Linked DNA regions of Sus scrofa: all the other regions are linked to region 2. The links are chromatin contacts, called in public Hi-C and HiChIP or PLAC-seq maps. All regions are on one chromosome and are shown on one strand. The core of a region is the stretch at or near the end of the contact, and the rest is flanking DNA. Distances in the headings are between cores, read along the strand shown. Region 1 holds the start of COASY (Coenzyme A synthase). Region 2 holds the start of AARSD1 (alanyl-tRNA editing protein Aarsd1). Region 3 holds the start of PSMC3IP (homologous-pairing protein 2 homolog).

Region 1 (2,939 bases), core at 276-2,775, 340 kb before region 2:
TCAGGCTTGTTCTGGGCAGTGCAAGAGGAATAGATCTCCGCACCCACCCACCAGAACCTGCAAGTTTCTACAGAGGCCTTAACTGGGTTCAGTCACATATACTGTCCATGTTTATCACTGCCCTCTCAAGGCTGTGTCCTTGAAACAGCTCCCACTGTGGGAATGGTGGGCAGACCACCTTTCAAGGACAGGGGAGGCGTGAGTAGCCTCTGGCTGCCCATGTCCAGCTCAAGGCTGAACTGGCGGTCATGTCCACCAGATGACCTCCTCGAACAGTGACTCTGCAGGCATATGAGACTGTGTGTCCATATGTCTCAGGGAATTTCCTGAAAGTGTGCAGTTTGCGTCTTCAATTGGGTCCTGTAAAACTCAGCTTAAGATATCTTTGCGAAAATTGTGGTCTCAGAGTTCCCTCGTGCCTCACCACATTAAGGATCCAGCATTGTCACTGCTGTGACTTGGGTCAGTGCTGTGGCCTGGCTTCGATCCCTGGCCCGGGAACTTCCACATGCCACAGGCAAGGCAAAAAAAAAAAAGAAAAAAAGCTTGGCCTCAAGTCCTTAAGTCCTTATAACTCTTCCATCCTTGACTCTAGGATTAGATCCAGGTTCTGTGGGGCCAGAGGCATATACATTTGGGGAGACCTCTTTAGGAATAATACAAAAAAAAAAAACAAAAAACAAAAACAAAATTAAGTATGAAAGTGAGCATTTATTTAGTTTGGGAAAATAAACCACAGCACATTACTGCAATTTCCCAGATGGCAACTTGGCTTTGCTTCTCGAGGACGACTGCCAATTCCACCCTCTCCAGCGCTCATTAGGTAAACCCTTGCCACTAAGTCTCTCCTTTCTCCTGTTCACAAGGTCTACCTTCTGGCAGCTCTACTGAGCTCCCACACAGAGCTTTCCTGCTATTATCTCTGGAAAACTGGCGTATCACTAACTCTGGGTGATGTGGGGAGTACTGCACGGGAGCCACGGCACATGACCTCGGTCCTCACCTCCCTAAATATCCCTGGAACATACAGGACCTCAATTTCTCCATCTGTGAAACTGGGTGGTGGCACAGGGGTGTGTGTGGGGGGGACGGTTCTGTGATCTCGCACATGAGGATCCTAGACTGGGAGGACGCCAGTCGCTGGGCTGGGGACACCAAGCCCTAATTTAAGTACTACCCTATAACCTCCACCGCCGTCCCCGCGATTTATTAAGAGGGGAAGCCAGTTGTTAGTTCTACTTTAGCCGCTGTCTCCTGGGTGACCTAGCTAAAGCCAGTCTCTTCTCTCAGAGTCTGAAGGGCACCCGTGAAACGGGCTTTCCAGCCGACCTTGCTCTATTAGTCCAGGCACGTCAGATTCTCTAAATGTGGTCTCACGCCACCTCCCAACTACCGAGCTCCGCCTCTCTGCAAAGGCAGGCGCCCCGCTCCATGAAAAATCTCGCGAGAATCCCTCGACTCACCAAAGTTGAGATTTTTGGCCTTTTCCAGGTTCCGTAGCTCGGAGTCGCAGCGCCGGAACTAGTGTTAACGGGTCGCGGCGGGGGAAGACTCCGCGGTGGTGCACGCGGAACCAAAGTCCGGAGGTCTCAGTAAGTAGGGGACCGACCCGAACCTCAGCGGCCCCCTCTAGTCCCCTCCTCCGATTCCTTGAAGATATTGGTGATTATCAAGAGCGCCCAGGATTTCTGAATCCCCAGCCTAATGACTTAGCAGCTCCTGCCTATTTCACTCCTCCCAAGTTTTCGATTCAATTCTGCGAATTCACTGCTCCATCTGAGTTGATAAACCGAGATTTAGAGCGTAGCCCCGAGGCGCCGTTTCCTGGGCCCTGTCCCCTCCCCCGGGTCTCTCTCAGTCCGCCCTGAGACCCCGTCCCTGGTCCAAGTCCCCTCTCTTAGGTCCACGTCCCTCCTCTTAGGTCCAGGTCCCCCAGTTGTCTTCGGCCTCAGCCACATAGCTCTCAGTCACCCTCGCCTTGTCTCCTTGACCGTCCACAGGCCGGGCCATCATGGCTGTATTCCGATCGGGCCTCCTGGTGCTGACAACGCCGCTGGCCTCCCTGGTCCCTCGCCTGGCCCCCATCCTGACCTCGGCGGCCCGGCTTGTGAATCACACGCTCTATGTACACCTGCAGCCCGGCATGAACCTGGGGGGCCCGGCTCAGCCCCAGTCTAGCCCCGTGCAGGCCACATTTGAAGTTATCGATTTCATCACGCACCTCTATGCTGGCGCCGATCTCCACAGGCACCTGGACGTCAGAATTTTGCTGACCAATATCCGAACCAAGAGCTTTCTCCCTCCCCTGCCTAGCTCGGTCCAGAACCTGGCCCACCCACCGGAAGTAGTGCTGACTGACTTCCAGACCCTGGATGGAAGCCAGTACAACCCGGTCAAGCAACAGCTAGAGCGTTATGCCACCAGCTGTTACAGCTGTTGTCCGCAGCTGTCTTCGGTGCTGCTATACCCCGATTATGGGCCCGGAATGCTGCCTGTGCAGCCCCTAGATGTCCCTTTACCCTCCACCATCAGGCCGGCCTCCCCCGTGGCCAGGTCTGCAAAGCAACCAGTGCGTGGCCACCAGCGAGGGGCTGTAGGTGGCACCTTTGACCGCCTACACAATGCCCACAAAGTGTTGCTCAGTGTGGCCTGCATCCTAGCCCAGGAGCAGCTTGTGGTGGGAGTGGCAGACAAAGACCTGTTGAAGAGTGAGTGAGAGAGACCCTGGATTAGGGCAGTTTTACCCCCACCCCACCCCCAACCCCAGGCCAAGACTGAGGAAGAGTAGGGTGGTCCAGTACTTCCTGCCCCTTCGCACATGTAACCGTGCGTGGCACTCAGTTCATGCTGAGGACATTTTTTAAATGAATAAATGCAGCTTTCTAGGTGTGTGGTCTAGTCACCAATCAGGATTCCCCCAAATGTGGAGCCAAGGAATC
Region 2 (2,708 bases), core at 12-2,511:
ATCAGAGCCCCTCCCTTGGCCACAGCAACGCCAGATGCAAACTGCACCCGCAACCTACACCACAGCTCACGGCAACATCAGATCCTCAGACCACTGAGCGAGGCCAGGGATCGAACCTGCGTCCTCATGGCTGGTGATACTCAAATTCAACCGTTATGCTAATATTTTTCCTTCAACTGTTCATTTTGCTTTTACGGCACTTATCACATCCTGCCTGAATTGGAGTTGATTCTGAGTACGTCTGTTCCTTCCAAAAGGTTAACTTCTAGAGAACCCAAACCACCTATCATCCCACACACCTACCTGAATGCTGCTGCATGTGGTCAAACCTCCGCTCCCAGTCCACTCGGACCTGGACCTCGGTCCCAGGGGTCAGGGGTGTCTGGGTGAAATGATCAGCCTGGGCGCCGCGGCGGGTCACTCTCAGCACAGAGATGTCATTGATTGTACCATGGTCATCAGGCTGGGGAAAAGAAGTAAAGATAATCAGTAGTAGCAGGTAGGGATCACCTTAACTCCCGAATACAAAGACCCTCTAGGGAGAGTATGCGAGAAACACACCCAGAACTTGAGATTCCCTAGGGGAGAAGAAAGAGCAAGGCCAAGTGAAGTGGTACTTTTGCTTCATGAGGAGACTGTCCCTGTCCTCTTTACGCTGAACACCTATGTATTTGTTGATAAATAACCCGTTGAATGAACAAATGAACTGAAATGAATTAACTTCCATTTGTATTCATTGTATCTGGGACACAGAAACAGATCATCTTCCTGCTGAGCAGAAAGGAATTACTGGCTTCCAGGGAGGCAAGAGGCGGGAAGAGGAGGGGGAGGGTCGGGTCTGCTACCTGTCCCCCGCCCTCGGGGAAAAGCAGCGTGTCTTCCAGCACCACTTGGAAACCGCTCAGTACTTCCTTCTTGCCGTTGCTTCCTTCGATCTGCAGCTCTGCGGGACTGCAGGAAACCACGGTGGTGGTGAACTGGGAAAAGAAGGAAGAAAAAGTAAGTCCCGACCGGACTGATCCCAGCTTGGCGTTCCCTCCTCGTGGCGCCCTCCTGCCTGCACCGCCCGGTCCGCTCAGCTCCCTCGCCCCGCCGGCCGCACCTCCCTGGCGTAGCTGTCCCGCTGACACCTGAACGCCATCGGTGCAGTCTCTTAGAACGGCGGGATCAGCACACACAGGAGCCGCCTGGCGAGGACGGAGAGCGAAGCGGGACAATCTTTATTCCGGGAGTGTCTCTGCGCAGACGCAAAAGGACATGGAAAAACGGTGTGCGATTAGGACAAACTTACTGAAAACGCGACGTGTCGGTGTTCTGGGTTATTAAAATAGCAACAATTTTAAGGCTTTGAAAAGAACCAGAAAACAAGAAGAAATACAAGTGCGGTCTAACTTGCCAAAGCACTTAATTTAGCCACTTTGGGCCCCAGGAATGTACGTAATTCCGCCCCGCAGAAGCCCAGCTGGTAGACGTGGGAATTGGTACCGGCTTGGGTGCACGGCAGCGCTGCCCAGTGGAAAGTAATGCGAGCCACATATGTTAATTTTTTTAAATTTAAATCGACCTATCCAGAATGTTATTTCGTCTGATGATAAGTCTTTTTAAATAAATGAGGGCTTTTTTTTTCTCCATTAAAAAAAAAAATTCGAAACCTGGTGTGTATTTTACATCTACAGTACATCTCAGTGCAGACTAGGGACATTTCAAGTACTCAATAACCACATGTGACAGGTGCTCCCGCATTGTACAGCATAAAAAGGTTAACAGGAGTCAAACTGCAATCAGCGCCTTACAACGTTAAAGAGATTAAAAGTTCAAATTAGGAGTTCCCGTCGTGGCGCAGTGGTTAACGAATCCGACTAGGAACCATGAGGTTGCCGGTTCGGTCCCTGCTCTTGCTCAGTGGGTTAACGATCCGGCGTTGCCATGAGCTGTGGTGTAGGTTGCAGACGCAGCTCGGATCCCGCGTTGCTGTGGCTCTGGCGTAGGCCGGTGGCTACAGCTCCCATTCAACCCCTAGCCTGGGAACCTCCATATGCCGCGGGAGGGGCCCAAGAAATAGCAACAACAACAACAAAAGACAAAAAAAAAAAAAAGTTCAAATTAACTTTCTGCTCTTTTATTTATTTATTTGCCATTTCTTGGGCCGCTCCTGCGGCATATGGAGGTTCCGAGGCTAGGGGTCGAATCGGAGCTGTAGCTGCAGGCCTTCACCACAGCCACAACAACTGGGGATCCCAGCCGTGTCTGCAACCCACACCACAGCTCACGGCAACGCTGGATCCTTGGCCCACTGAGCAGGGCCAGGGATGGAACCTACAACCTCATGGTTCCTACCGTATATGTTAAGCAAAGAGCCACGATGGGAACTGCAACTTTCTGCTCCTTTAAATCAACTAATAAAAATCTTCAAGTCTCCATGTTTCAGAATTTAAGGTTTTTCGGACTTTAGACAGTAATGCAGAGCATACCCATGTGTTACATAATGTGTTTCATTTGGCACTCTGGAGCAACCCACTTATATTCAAACGCATTAATGTTTATGCTGGAATAAACAAAGGCTATAAATAGCTCCACATCATTTTAGGTCTTGTTTTCCTGCCAGATGAGTTTTGGTGTTAATTTTTTTAAGTTGGTATTTAGAGTTTTTGGTTTTCAGAATTGTGGGTATGTTGATATGAGGGTGATAGCAATTCCACTTCTAGAAA
Region 3 (2,700 bases), core at 181-2,680, 330 kb before region 2:
CACCTGAACTAGAGCAATGATGGCAGCTAGAAAGAGGATGGATTCAAGAAAAAACAGCTGGACTTGATGGCCGACTCAGCACGTGAAATAAGTTAAAAATGACTCCGCAGGAGTTCCCGCGGTGGCACAGCGGAAACAAATCTAACTAGTACCCATGAGGGTGTGGGTTCTATCCCTGGCTTTGCTCAGTGGGTCAGGAACCTGGCATTGCCACTGTGAGCTGCAATGTAGGTTGCAGATGCAGCTCAAATCTGGTGTGGCTGTAACCATGGTACAGGCCAGCAGGTACAGCTCCAATTCAACCCTTAGCCTGAGAGCTTCCACATGCCCCAGGTGCAGCCCTAAAAAGAAAAAAAAAAAAAAAAAAGACTCCCCAGTTTCTGGCCTCCATGCAGAATAATTCCATTAAGGGAGAAGAATGTAACAGGAGCCAGTTTAGGAGCGAGATGAGGCATTCTACTTTGGTGATGAGGGCTCTGAAGGGACTGAAAGGCATCCAGGTGGAGATCTGGGTTAGAGATTCAAAGTTAATGTGTGTGTTTAAGGAGGGGGTGGAGACAGAAGGAAAATAATCTGACAGAGGTGGTCCTCATTAGATGATTGGGAATTAGAACTTCCACGCGTAAACAGATGTCCATAGCAACAATTCAGGATCTTCTGTAACCTATCACATTTCAAGTCTGGAAACCTCCTTCAGTTTGGATCACAGCAAAGGCAGTGCACGCTTTGACTTAAAGGCCGGCTAGGACCCTTTTAATGGTGTAAGACCGCTGAGTTTCATGGAGAATTCATACTAGGGACTGATTCACCTAATGCCGAGCTCTCACCGAGGTGCTAATCTGCGCCGGTTTCCCTCACCTGGTCTGCAAAGTATATCTTCTGCTTGCCGTACACCTTCTCTTTGATCTTGCCTTGCTGGGCCAGCTGCTCCAGCGCTTTGACCACCGCCTGGCAGAGGGGAGGGGGTGGAACAGTCGGGGGAGTGAATGTCACCAGTGATGGGGAAAGCGCCCGACGAGCCTTAGGAAGCCCAAGGCTAGAATGGCAGTCTCGAGAGGGCAGGGCCCCAGGCTGAGTCGTGGGGTTCTAGGGGAGGAATCCTGATAGTGGGGCGGGGGTGTCCTCACCGCCTTGCCCAGTCCGTGTTCCCGCTGCAGGTTCCCGAACACGTCCTGGGCGCTGTAGGGCCGATTCTGCTCCTGCAGGTATTTCAGCAGGATCCCGGGGGCTACGGAAAGAGAAGAGGCAGTGGGGTGGGGGGCCCCTCAACCGACCCCTGCCCGCCCTCTCCCAGGTCTTCCAGGGGGCAAAGCCGTTACCTCCCGCCGCGGCTTCCGCCCGGCCTTTACTCATGGTTTTTCCCGCCGCCAAACTCAGAAAGCCGGAAGTTGCAATTACTCGGGGCAACGGCCCCTTCCGGCCACGGGCTGGGCGGGCCTCGGGCGGTGATTGGCGCAGGGAAAGCTTCGCGAGGAGCGCAGCGGCCCCTCCCGGGCACCGTAGTTCGCCCCGGCCCGGCGCTCCGGCGCGGCTCTGGCCGCGGGGGTCCAGGTCTCATCGTGGGAAGCGGGGCGCGTGCTTGGAATCTCTCCCTTGCTCCACTCCGAACCAGGGCGGCAGGGAATCATGCCCCAAAGTTTAGGGACCCAGTTCCAGCAGCCACCGAACACTCGAGAACCTAAATGGGCAGTGTTCAAATGGGAAGAGACCTCCAATATCAACTCCCGCTTGGCAAGCGAGTTGCTTAAGGTCACAGGGCCAGTTATCCAAGGACGTGCCCCGTCCTACAGGCCAAGGCTTCCCGTCGGTTACCCTTAACTTCTGTAAGATAAGAACAAGAGGTGCCTGCAGGAGTGGGTTGTGAAGACCGTGAAACACCCTAGAAGGAGTAACGCTGCCTCTATTTGCCCGATACCGAGCTTCGCACACAGGGGGCGCTCAGCACATTGCTGTGGTTGAAGGGAGTGTTGGGAGCTGCTCTTAAGCCACAAAGCTTGTAGAAGTTTCCTTGTGGCGGTCTTATGACAACACCTGGCAGGTGCTTTCCACTCCTGCCCACCGTGGCCAAATGGACAAAGCCTGAAATAAGTATTTCTAGTTTCTGAGGTCAGCCAAAGGCCAAAGAGCAGCTGTTCCTGCAGCTCAAACAAGCCTGAGGGGCACGGTGCTTTTTCAAGCCTTCTGCTACCCAAAATTTCATTAAGTCTTTGAAACCTGTACTTATCATCACGCGTTTAGGCGATGATAGTAAGAATTAGAATGATGGAACTGCAGGCTAGATGCCAGCCAAGAGTCCGCTATGCTCATGTCATCTCAGTTCAGATTAACAAAAGAAGGCCTATCAAGGATAAGAAACCATTCAACATCAGTCTCTTAAAGATGTTCTCATACAAGATTTATTCCCCAGCACCCCTCCCACCCTCATCCCCATCCCAATTCACAGTGGAGGATTAAGGAGATTCAGAGCAGGATCCGCAGGTACACGAAACACCTTCCAAAGATTGTGCTCTCCTTCCTTCCCCTCCCTCTTACCAACTGCCAAGGCCTGAAGCTACACACACTCATGCAAACACACAAAATCCCACTCCTTTCCCACACCTCCACGTCAGAGCTCACCTGTAAGACATCTGGGCTCTTAGAAGAGAGAAGGTGTCCAAAGTGAGAACCCTAAAGTGGGGAGAGGCTGCTACCTAACCTTCA

What was found. A called contact is a pair of places that touch in the nucleus more often than the background predicts. HiChIP or PLAC-seq counts read pairs in DNA pulled down with a chosen protein or histone mark.
Region 1: an H3K27ac HiChIP or PLAC-seq map of alveolar macrophages shows a contact between it and region 2. The contact joins the promoter of COASY here to the promoter of AARSD1 in region 2. A contact is called at or near these places in 2 of 5 promoter capture datasets (fetal liver and liver) and 2 of 2 datasets of contacts at active chromatin or transcription factors (alveolar macrophages and skeletal muscle).
Region 3: a contact with region 2 is called in a Hi-C map of alveolar macrophages, with 1.9 times the contacts expected there. The contact joins the promoter of PSMC3IP here to the promoter of AARSD1 in region 2. A contact is called at or near these places in 2 of 5 promoter capture datasets (fetal liver and liver), 6 of 47 Hi-C or Micro-C datasets (alveolar macrophages, embryonic fibroblasts, fetal skeletal muscle and 3 more) and 1 of 2 datasets of contacts at active chromatin or transcription factors (alveolar macrophages).

Annotation. Positions count from the first base shown.
Region 1 is chr12:20,261,318-20,264,256 of Sscrofa11.1, reverse strand. COASY (Coenzyme A synthase) reads left to right here and starts at 1,525. Exons shown (of 10, transcript NM_213789.1): 1 at 1,525-1,592; 2 at 2,001-2,708. The coding sequence starts at 2,012.
Region 2 is chr12:19,916,788-19,919,495 of Sscrofa11.1, reverse strand. It overlaps AARSD1 (alanyl-tRNA editing protein Aarsd1), which reads right to left and starts at 1,261. Exons shown (of 12, transcript XM_021066968.1): 1 at 1,103-1,261; 2 at 846-977; 3 at 304-463. The coding sequence starts at 1,141.
Region 3 is chr12:20,242,973-20,245,672 of Sscrofa11.1, reverse strand. PSMC3IP (homologous-pairing protein 2 homolog) reads right to left here and starts at 1,430. Exons shown (of 8, transcript XM_003131397.5): 1 at 1,320-1,430; 2 at 1,128-1,228; 3 at 859-948. The coding sequence starts at 1,353. RETREG3 (protein FAM134C) reads right to left here. Exons shown (of 9, transcript XM_003131384.4): 9 at 2,374-2,700.